3 separate regions of the Mus musculus genome follow, and all the other regions are linked to region 1. A link is a contact called in public Hi-C and HiCAR-type data. All regions are on one chromosome and are shown on one strand. The core of a region is the stretch at or near the end of the contact, and the rest is flanking DNA. Distances in the headings are between cores, read along the strand shown.

The links. A called contact is a pair of places that touch in the nucleus more often than the background predicts. HiCAR-type assays count read pairs that join an accessible place to other places.
Region 2: a contact with region 1 is called in a HiCAR-type map of astrocytes, with 4 times the contacts expected there. The contact joins two enhancer-like sites. A contact is called at or near these places in 2 of 484 Hi-C or Micro-C datasets (cerebellar granule neurons and neural progenitor cells) and 4 of 115 datasets of contacts at active chromatin or transcription factors (astrocytes, differentiating embryonic stem cells, embryonic basal ganglia and 1 more).
Region 3: a Hi-C map of cortical neurons shows a contact between it and region 1, with 2.7 times the contacts expected there. The contact joins two enhancer-like sites.

What each region holds. Positions count from the first base shown.
Region 1 is chr13:25,931,732-25,934,431 of GRCm38.p6, reverse strand. All of the region lies in intron 1 of Gm11351 (predicted gene 11351), which reads left to right. Among named protein-coding and RNA genes, the nearest start is that of Gm11351, 33 kb to the left of the region's middle. Within about 2 kb of position 1,426, at least 52 of the 459 cell types and tissues checked have an H3K27ac peak or open chromatin away from gene starts, as enhancers often do. A contact at or near this core is called in astrocytes, cortical neurons and neural progenitor cells, where this site is marked.
Region 2 is chr13:26,658,512-26,661,211 of GRCm38.p6, reverse strand. No RefSeq gene overlaps it. Among named protein-coding and RNA genes, the nearest start is that of Hdgfl1, 110 kb to the left of the region's middle. Within about 2 kb of position 1,436, at least 18 of the 459 cell types and tissues checked have an H3K27ac peak or open chromatin away from gene starts, as enhancers often do. A contact at or near this core is called in astrocytes and neural progenitor cells, where this site is marked.
Region 3 is chr13:25,126,686-25,129,385 of GRCm38.p6, reverse strand. The region is part of intron 7 of Dcdc2a (doublecortin domain containing 2a); the gene reads right to left. Among named protein-coding and RNA genes, the nearest start is that of Dcdc2a, 72 kb to the right of the region's middle. Within about 2 kb of position 1,390, at least 8 of the 459 cell types and tissues checked have an H3K27ac peak or open chromatin away from gene starts, as enhancers often do. A contact at or near this core is called in cortical neurons, where this site is marked.

The DNA.
Region 1 (2,700 bases), core at 177-2,676:
AGGTCTGGAAGCATCAATGACACAGGATAAGGCAAGTGAGGTACATTTGTTACATGGAAAGGCTAGTTGTAATGTTTCTCAGAGTAGAATGATGCAGAGGCTCGAGGAAGACAGAAGGTGGCCATAGCAACACTCCTGCCCATGCCCTCCTTCTGATCAAAGTTAATGAGTTGTAATCAAGTCAGATAAGTGAGTAGCTAACTAATTTAAAAGGAATAAAAAGAAAAAAAAAGGTTTCACAGTTCTTTCCAAGTAGGAAAATACATCTACTTAAAGCACTGCAATATGTCCAAGAAACTGTCAGCACCGATTATTAGGCCAGCTTCTCAAGACTTGACCCTTTGTCTGGGAGTCCACAGATGACCTTGAGCTCCCTGGAAAGGCAGTATCTATAAATAATGCATTAATCATTTTCACATGTGGGCCAAGTAAAAAATTCATATCTGCCCGTGGCTTTGAGTTGTTCTTTAGGATGCTGCTTAGGTTTTCTCTGTGGCAACCTTTAAGAGATGATTGCAGAATTTGCTGGAAATGGGAGCATAGTGTGGGCCTGTGCATTCCAACAGGAAGCTGGAGCTGTGCTTAGGAGTAGGGAAAGGCCGTGGCTGCAACATTCAATTTAAGAGTGACACATTTGTTTCAGTATATGCATTTTGTGTTTTTACTGCTTTGGTAACAGCATGAATTATCACCAGTAAGAGTGGAGCCTTCTTTTGCAAGTAGACCTCAGATAGGACATTCTAGAGGCCTGAGAACATTTCACGGACACAGAATCTGTCTCTTTCTAGCTCACCAATACAGATTTAAATTTTACACAAACAGTCCAAAGGGGCCTACTCATGTCAGGAGACTTTCGTTTGGTTTATAGTTCTGTTTCCAGTATCTTACTTACTGTTAATGAGCAATACTTAATGCGGCTCTGAGCATGCATCTGACTGTTGAATGTCTAGGAAATCCAGATTAATGTTGTATAAAGCACAGAGTCAATCTGCTAGCAAAGCACGGGATTTGAGAAAAAAAAAACTGGCCTGGCTGGATTCCTCCTGCCTCCTACTCCCTCCAAAATCTCCAAAATACATTTTTATCATCTCATTTAAGCTTAGACCTTGGGCCTCAACAAGCCTCTTTTGGTAATTAAACTATGCCTGAAAAAGAATAACAAACAAAGAAATGAATCAGAGACCTTCCTCTACCACCAAGAAAAACCCACCATGCCTGAAGTTTTCAATATTGTTTAAAATATTTATTTCCTGATCATTTTAATTGTATATCAGCTTTTCTGAATGAGCCTTGTACAAAATAAAGGGATTTTATTTGCATCTTTTATTCTCTATTGCTATGGACAAGAAAAGATTATGCCAGAAGAGAAAGGGGGAGGGGAAGACAAAAAGGGACTCTGAAACTGGGCTATTACTGCCATCTAGTGTGCAGACTGGCTGTCCAGAGGGGATGAGAGTGTCTTTGAGACAATACAATTCGAGTTTGCAGAGGATAGAGTCAGGGATGAGAGCACTTCCTCCAAGAAATACTCTCCAAGCTAGTGTCTTTCACCATGTAATGAACTCTTTTGCCATAGAGCTTTGAGTATATGGCTGAACAATATGAAGCACCCTATTTCTTCCAGCAAAAACTGGAAGAACCCCAGCCAGGTCTAAAGGCATGTTATTTCTGAGAATTTGTGTACTAGCTGCAGATGTTGGTAAGCAGGGGTAATGATTTATGCAGATGCCTGTAACCTTTGAATTGGGTCCAGATAGCCAAGTGTCCTCTGCCTTCTGCAAGGAAGGCCTTCTTTCCAAGAGCAGGGCAGGCAGTTTTGATGACTTCTTAGTCCTTTTCAAGTCTGTGGTTCTAAGTGATGCAAATAGTATTTGCTGCTCATGAGCCTACTTTCTCTGTTGCTGATAGAAATTCCACTAGGCTGAGACTCACTGTGTGAGAGTCTAAACATTAAACCTCTTCACAGGACCAGAGGCAGGGTGGCATCTCACAGGTGTTTCATATATTCCCTCCTTCGTGTGGTGCGATTATACAAAATCCACAGGGATTCTCTCACTTCAAAGTCCCTGCCAGTTCTGGCATGGATTCATTCTGGTACCGGCTAAAGACACTGCAGCTGAAATCAAATCAAGCTCGACTTCTTTAATTCACCTCAGAGCAATGCTATATCCACTGACTGCAATTCTCACTAACCCTAATACCTCACACCTTCCCATCCAGCAGGGGTTTGTTACCTTAAAAGCAAACAACTTCAGTGCTCTGGCTATATTCATAAACGATGGCTTCAAAACTCAAAAGGCAGAGACCTGCTGAGATAATGAAAGCTAATTTAGAGACTCATAAGCACAAAAAAAAAAATCTAAGCTCAGAGGAATTTTAAGTCATTACCTGTGTCAGCATAACCTAGAACTGCTGGCTTTTTTTTTTTTCCCTGTTTTCAATGTAGCCTGTAGCTTCAGGTATCTAGAATGAAAAATTAGCTCTGTCTGTCTCACAAAGGTACCATTATAGGACAAATGTGCCACTTACTATATCCATGGTGGAAAAGAAAGTGATGACATCACAGTAAGAAGGGCAGGAGCTCCAACATTTTAGGGAACCTGTAGATGGAAAAGTATACATGACAGCCAAGGACATGGCTTAGTGGCCAAAGTGCCTACCATAAAAAGCAGGTATGGAAAGCAGAGTTGGATCCTCAAA
Region 2 (2,700 bases), core at 187-2,686, 730 kb before region 1:
ACAAAAGTAAACCACATTAGAATATGTCAGGCTAGTATGGTCAGACAATACAAGGACAGAACACTCAAGCTTACTTGTGAGGCAGAGGCAGGCAGATTTCTGAGTTCGAGGCCAGCCTGGTCTACAAAGTGAGTGCCAGGACAGCCAGGGCTATACAAAGAAACCCTGTCTCCAAAAAAAAAAAAAAAAAAAAAAAAAAAGTAAACCACATTAGGATATGTCAGGCAATACAAGGACAGAACTCTCAAGCTTATTTATAGCCGCAGCCAAACACATAGAATTTAATATAGGTAGGACTTTGAAAAATGTTTTACGACTAGAAAAGTGAGTTAGACTTTTATCTAGCATTTCATCTGCAGAAGGTATCTCTGAAAGTTAATAGACTAAATAGGTTCTCTCTGAGACCCAGAACTAATAATACCTAGAAAAGTAACATTTCATTATGTTATGTCTCAGATAATACACCGTTTAAAGATATTTAAAGCACTCACTGTGAATATCATCTACTCTCAGCAGCAGAATGACAATATTCCCAAATCTGTCCATTACGGTGGACAGTTCTCACTGAAGTAAAACTGAGCCATGCAGTGTTCAGAAGGCGACTGACTGACCAACAGAAGAGGTGTCCATCCTAAAATGTTAATTTCTTTTATATCTGGTTGCTTCACTATTTACTTCTACTTGTTACTATTGCCGATTCACTGCTGTCAGCTAAGATGTCAAGAATTCACTTTTACACTGGGTGTGGTGGCACACGCCTTTAATCCCAGCACTTGGGAGGCAGAGGCAGTCAGATTTCTGAGTTTGAGGCCAGTCTGGTCTACAAAGTGAATACCAGGACAGCCAGGGCTATACAGAGAAACCCTGTCTTAAAAAACCAAAAAAAAAAAAAAAAAAAAAAAAAGAAAAAAGAAAGAATTCACTTTTAAGCATATGTGGTCCTTCAGATCAAATGATTATAGGAAACAGAGTATGAATCCTCACCCCCATACTTAAGATTCATTTTCTTCTCAGTGAGAGGTATGAAGTTCCATGAAAGAGCCAGTTTATCAAAAGCAGGGACCAGCTTAAAGTATGGCAACTTTTGGATGTGGTTCAAAGGGACGCTGGCTTCAGGGACTGGAGAAACTCAAGGACTTGTGAAAAACACTGGGAGGAATAAATATTCAGATGTCAGATCTGTAAAGGATGCATTGTTTACCCAGATGCAGAGGTATAGCACTGGTATCCATGATCAGGAGAGGACAAATTCAAAAAGGCTTTATGGTTTCACACATATATGAATAGATGGTTAGAATTCCAAAAATATCCGATAAACCCTTATCATGCACTGAAGTATTCATCTTCTTGAACAAATAATGTTTACAGAGGACTTCTCTAAAACATTCTCTAAAACATTCCATGCAATGGTCCCTTTTTGAGAGGGAAATGGAACTTGTCTATTCACTTTGAATACACTCTTTGTCTTACTAACTGTAAGGTCATGAATAGGTTGAACAATTGGTTCTTTCTTCTAAAGAAAAAAAAATGCCATTTGCTTTGGTTGGTGCTATTTTTTGAAAGAATTAAAAACCCATTTCTCAGCATCCTAACATTCTTGATGTTTTGTGTAATGTAGTGAAATAATTTGTTGAAGTCCTCTGGGGTGGCCTTGTTCTGTCCCGTACTTGCCCTCCTGCATAGCAAATGAGATGACTCGATTCCTTGATAAACACATTACATTTAATGTCATTTCAGTGTTTGGACTCTATACATTTGAGACCTAATCCTGAAGAAGAAGAGCGTTGGAGATGAATGCCAATTTAGATGTATGTTTCAACCCAGGAATATTTTAGTTTCTGAACTTGAGTGTTAGAGGTGTAGACTATGACAGTACCTTTGTTCATAGCTTTCTCAACACAAAATTCTAATGGCTGTTATCCCCCAAGAAATAACCTCAAATTGAAGGAACACTATTTTGATCTAAGTTCACAGGGTATTTTCTGGAGTGGCTCATTTGGCTGAAAGCCAGTAGTATGGTAAATGTGGGTCCTGGGATTAGGGAGACTTGAGCTCAAAACTTCCTGTTCTACCTAACAACTGCTGAGGTTAGCTTTGTATATTCTTTGAGTCCCAGACACTTAATGCTTATATTTAGCATGATAATGTCTACTTCATAGAATTGCTATGAATACTAATTGAGATAAAATTTCTAAAGTACATGACACAAAGTGTTCAATAAATATTAATATATGTAATTAGACAAAGAGCCCTGCTAGGTCTTCAGACCTACTGTTTATTAATTTTCCTCCTCTGATTGCATCTGTATTACAATTATGCATATTTCCTTTTGTTTAACATTTTATTAATATGTATTAAATTTTTTCTTGAATGAAGAAGTTTCTTTTCTTTTTTCTCCAAACATTTTTATTACTTCTTCGAAAATTTCATACCATGTATTTTGATCATATTAACACCCTAAGTCTGCCTCAGCTCCCTTCAGATATACCTACTATTTACACACTGGATATTTCCTACTATCTGGAAAACTTTGTGTCCTAGTGTCCTGATATGCATACATTCATACATACATACATACATACATACATACATACATACATCTCCATCTCTCTCATTGCACTGACTATATACTCCTGGATGTAGGGCCAGCCACGGAAGCATGATGGATCTACTAACGGTCACACCCCTAACAAAACTTTC
Region 3 (2,700 bases), core at 141-2,640, 810 kb after region 1:
ATAAAGGGTGGGAGGGGGGAGGGGAGGGACGCGGGACAGAGAACAAGAAGGAGGAGGCTGAGGCAGGAGGATGGTGAGTTTGAGGTCCGCCTGCACTGCATAGTAAAAGCCTATCTCCAAAATAAGAAGGAAAAGGGAGAGAGGGGTGGGAGGAGGGAGAAAGGGAAAGAGAAGAAAGGCAAGAAAGAGAGAAGGGGAAAGGGGGAGACAGGGAAGGAGGAAAGAGGGACAAAAAGAAGAGGGGGGAAGCAAGCATGGAGTATTTATGCGACTAAAGCTCTGAGAGAGAGAACGAGCAGGAGGAGCTTAGTAGGGAGGAGAGCTTTGCTGCTTTGCTGTGCAAGCATGAGGATCTTCGTTCTTATCCTCAAAAGCCACATAAAAAGCCAGATGTGGCCGTGGGCACCTGCAACCCCAGCACTCGGAGGCGCCAACTAAGGATTGCTGAGTACTGTTGGCCAACAGCCTGGTTACAAGTTTACTGAGAGACTCTGTCTCAGGGAATAAGGCAAAGTGTGAAAGAGCAAGACACCCAATGTCCTCCTTTCGTCTCTGCATGCATGTGCAGCAGGATGTACACACACACACACACTCGCACACGAACATACACATACAGTGCACACATACCACACACATGCATAGTATACATACACACATACACATGCATGCATGCCTGCAAAGACTTCACAATATTTTACTAGAAAATGTGGTTTAAACTTGTATAACCCATTTCCCAAATTTATACTTTTGAGCATCAAACTGTTATTGTTACAAACATCTATCAAAAGTCTTTGAATGTCTGCACCCCAAGCTCCACATTAGGAAATGACCTGGTTAAGAGATTCCTCTTAGGACCTGCCCATCCACTCTGTGCAGTAGGCTAGAGGGATGTCAGTCACCACCCTGAGGGGCTGCAGCCTCAGGACCTGTCCTTGGGATAAATGTGGAAGCATCTTCTTTCTGTCCTGTGGCACCAATCCCCTTTGGAAAATGACTTCTCTGTGTGCTTTCTTGCTGTGAAGCAAAGTGGTGCCTGTGAGGACCCAGCTACAGCGAGCTGTGGTCTTCTAGTGTGAGGGCCCCTGTCCCACAGTGGAACGTGGCAGCCTTTAGTGAGCTGTGAACTTGTACAGTGAGGGCACCCATCCCACAGTGGGATGTGGCAGTCTTTAAAGGGAGTGAAATCGGACCAATTTTGAATTACCATCCAAATGTATAGAATAGAAAGAAGTGGAAAAGCCTCTAAATTTAGGATGCTCAGAAGGTCTTTATAGATATTTTATCTTTATCTTTCTCCCCTCTGTGGTAGCACACAGCATGCTGATCTCCAATAAAGGTTCTATCTTAGGCCGAAAACAACTAGGGCAGCGGAGAAGAACAAAAATAGAGTGAGATGTAAAGTAGGCCACAGTCCCAGAAAAGCCAGCATGTTGTATGTGGGGAGAAACATCTCTGCCCTGTCTTATAGTAGCAACCAGCACTGTGGAGTCTCCCCAACACCGTTGTGAATGTGCGCCGGGCAGGGAGACCTTTGCTGCTCTCAGGATGCTGTTCCTTTTTATACATACAGGATAGACACCAAGGCCCAAGAAAAGACTTCATACCAACAAGGAAAAAAAATCAATATTTGCATGGCAAAACATGTGCTGGCATTTATAGGTTGCAGAAGGAATTTGACCATTGAAATGAAAAAGAGAAATTGGTTCTTCTTCACCAAGGAAAACTTGTGCATAAAGTCAAAATTGTCACCATTGAAGTAAAGCAATAAATTCAGAGCAATTGGTACCAAGGAAAGAAAATGCAGCTGCCGGGGGGGGGGGGGGGGGGGGAGTAGCTCAGCATGTGGTACCCAGCGGGCATCAGGGATGCTTACAAGTGAAGCAGCAGCATCTAGAAATGGATAGGACTCCTACACCTAAAGACATGAGGAGAGCTTGCACCCAATGTGTGGGAGATCTAGGGTGTTCACAAAACTGCATAATGAATGAGTAAGGACAGCTGGGGTGGCAGCTCATGCCTGTCATAACAGCACTTACAAGGCTGGGACAAGAGGATTACCACAAGTTAGAGGCCAGCCCAGGTTATACAAAAAGTCCAGGTTAGCATGGGCTACACAATGATACTCTATGCATTAAAAAAAAAAAAAAAAAAAAAAAAAGTAACTAAGTCTGGTCATGTGATACATAGATGCATGAACTAGAGGTCAGCCTCAGAGGTAGCATCTATTCCAGCATTCCCTGAAGGCTGAAGATGGACTCTGTCCCTGGCTGGTCTGTGTAAGATCAGAGGAGAGCCACTGTGACATCGGATTAAGGAAGAAAAAGGGCTGCAATGACTCCTCCCCACTCACAACTGGAAAAGGAGACACTGGAGTGAAGAGCCAGGAAGATGAGGCCTCTGCAGAATGTGAGACATCAACACACAGCCCTGAAGGAAGACTGGCCACCGCATCTCTCATTCCTCCCAGAGACCGGCTGCAGGTATTCACATAGGAATGTCCACCTCCAAGCCTGCTGCGCTCAGCCCAGGCATTTCTTTCTTTTTTTTTAAGATTTATTTATTTATTATATGTAAGTACACTGTAGCTGTCTTCAGACACACCAGAAGAGGGAATCAGATCTCATTATGGATGGTTGTGAGCCACCATGTGGTTGCTGGGATTTGAACTCAGGACCTTTGGAAGAGCAGTCGGGTGCTCTT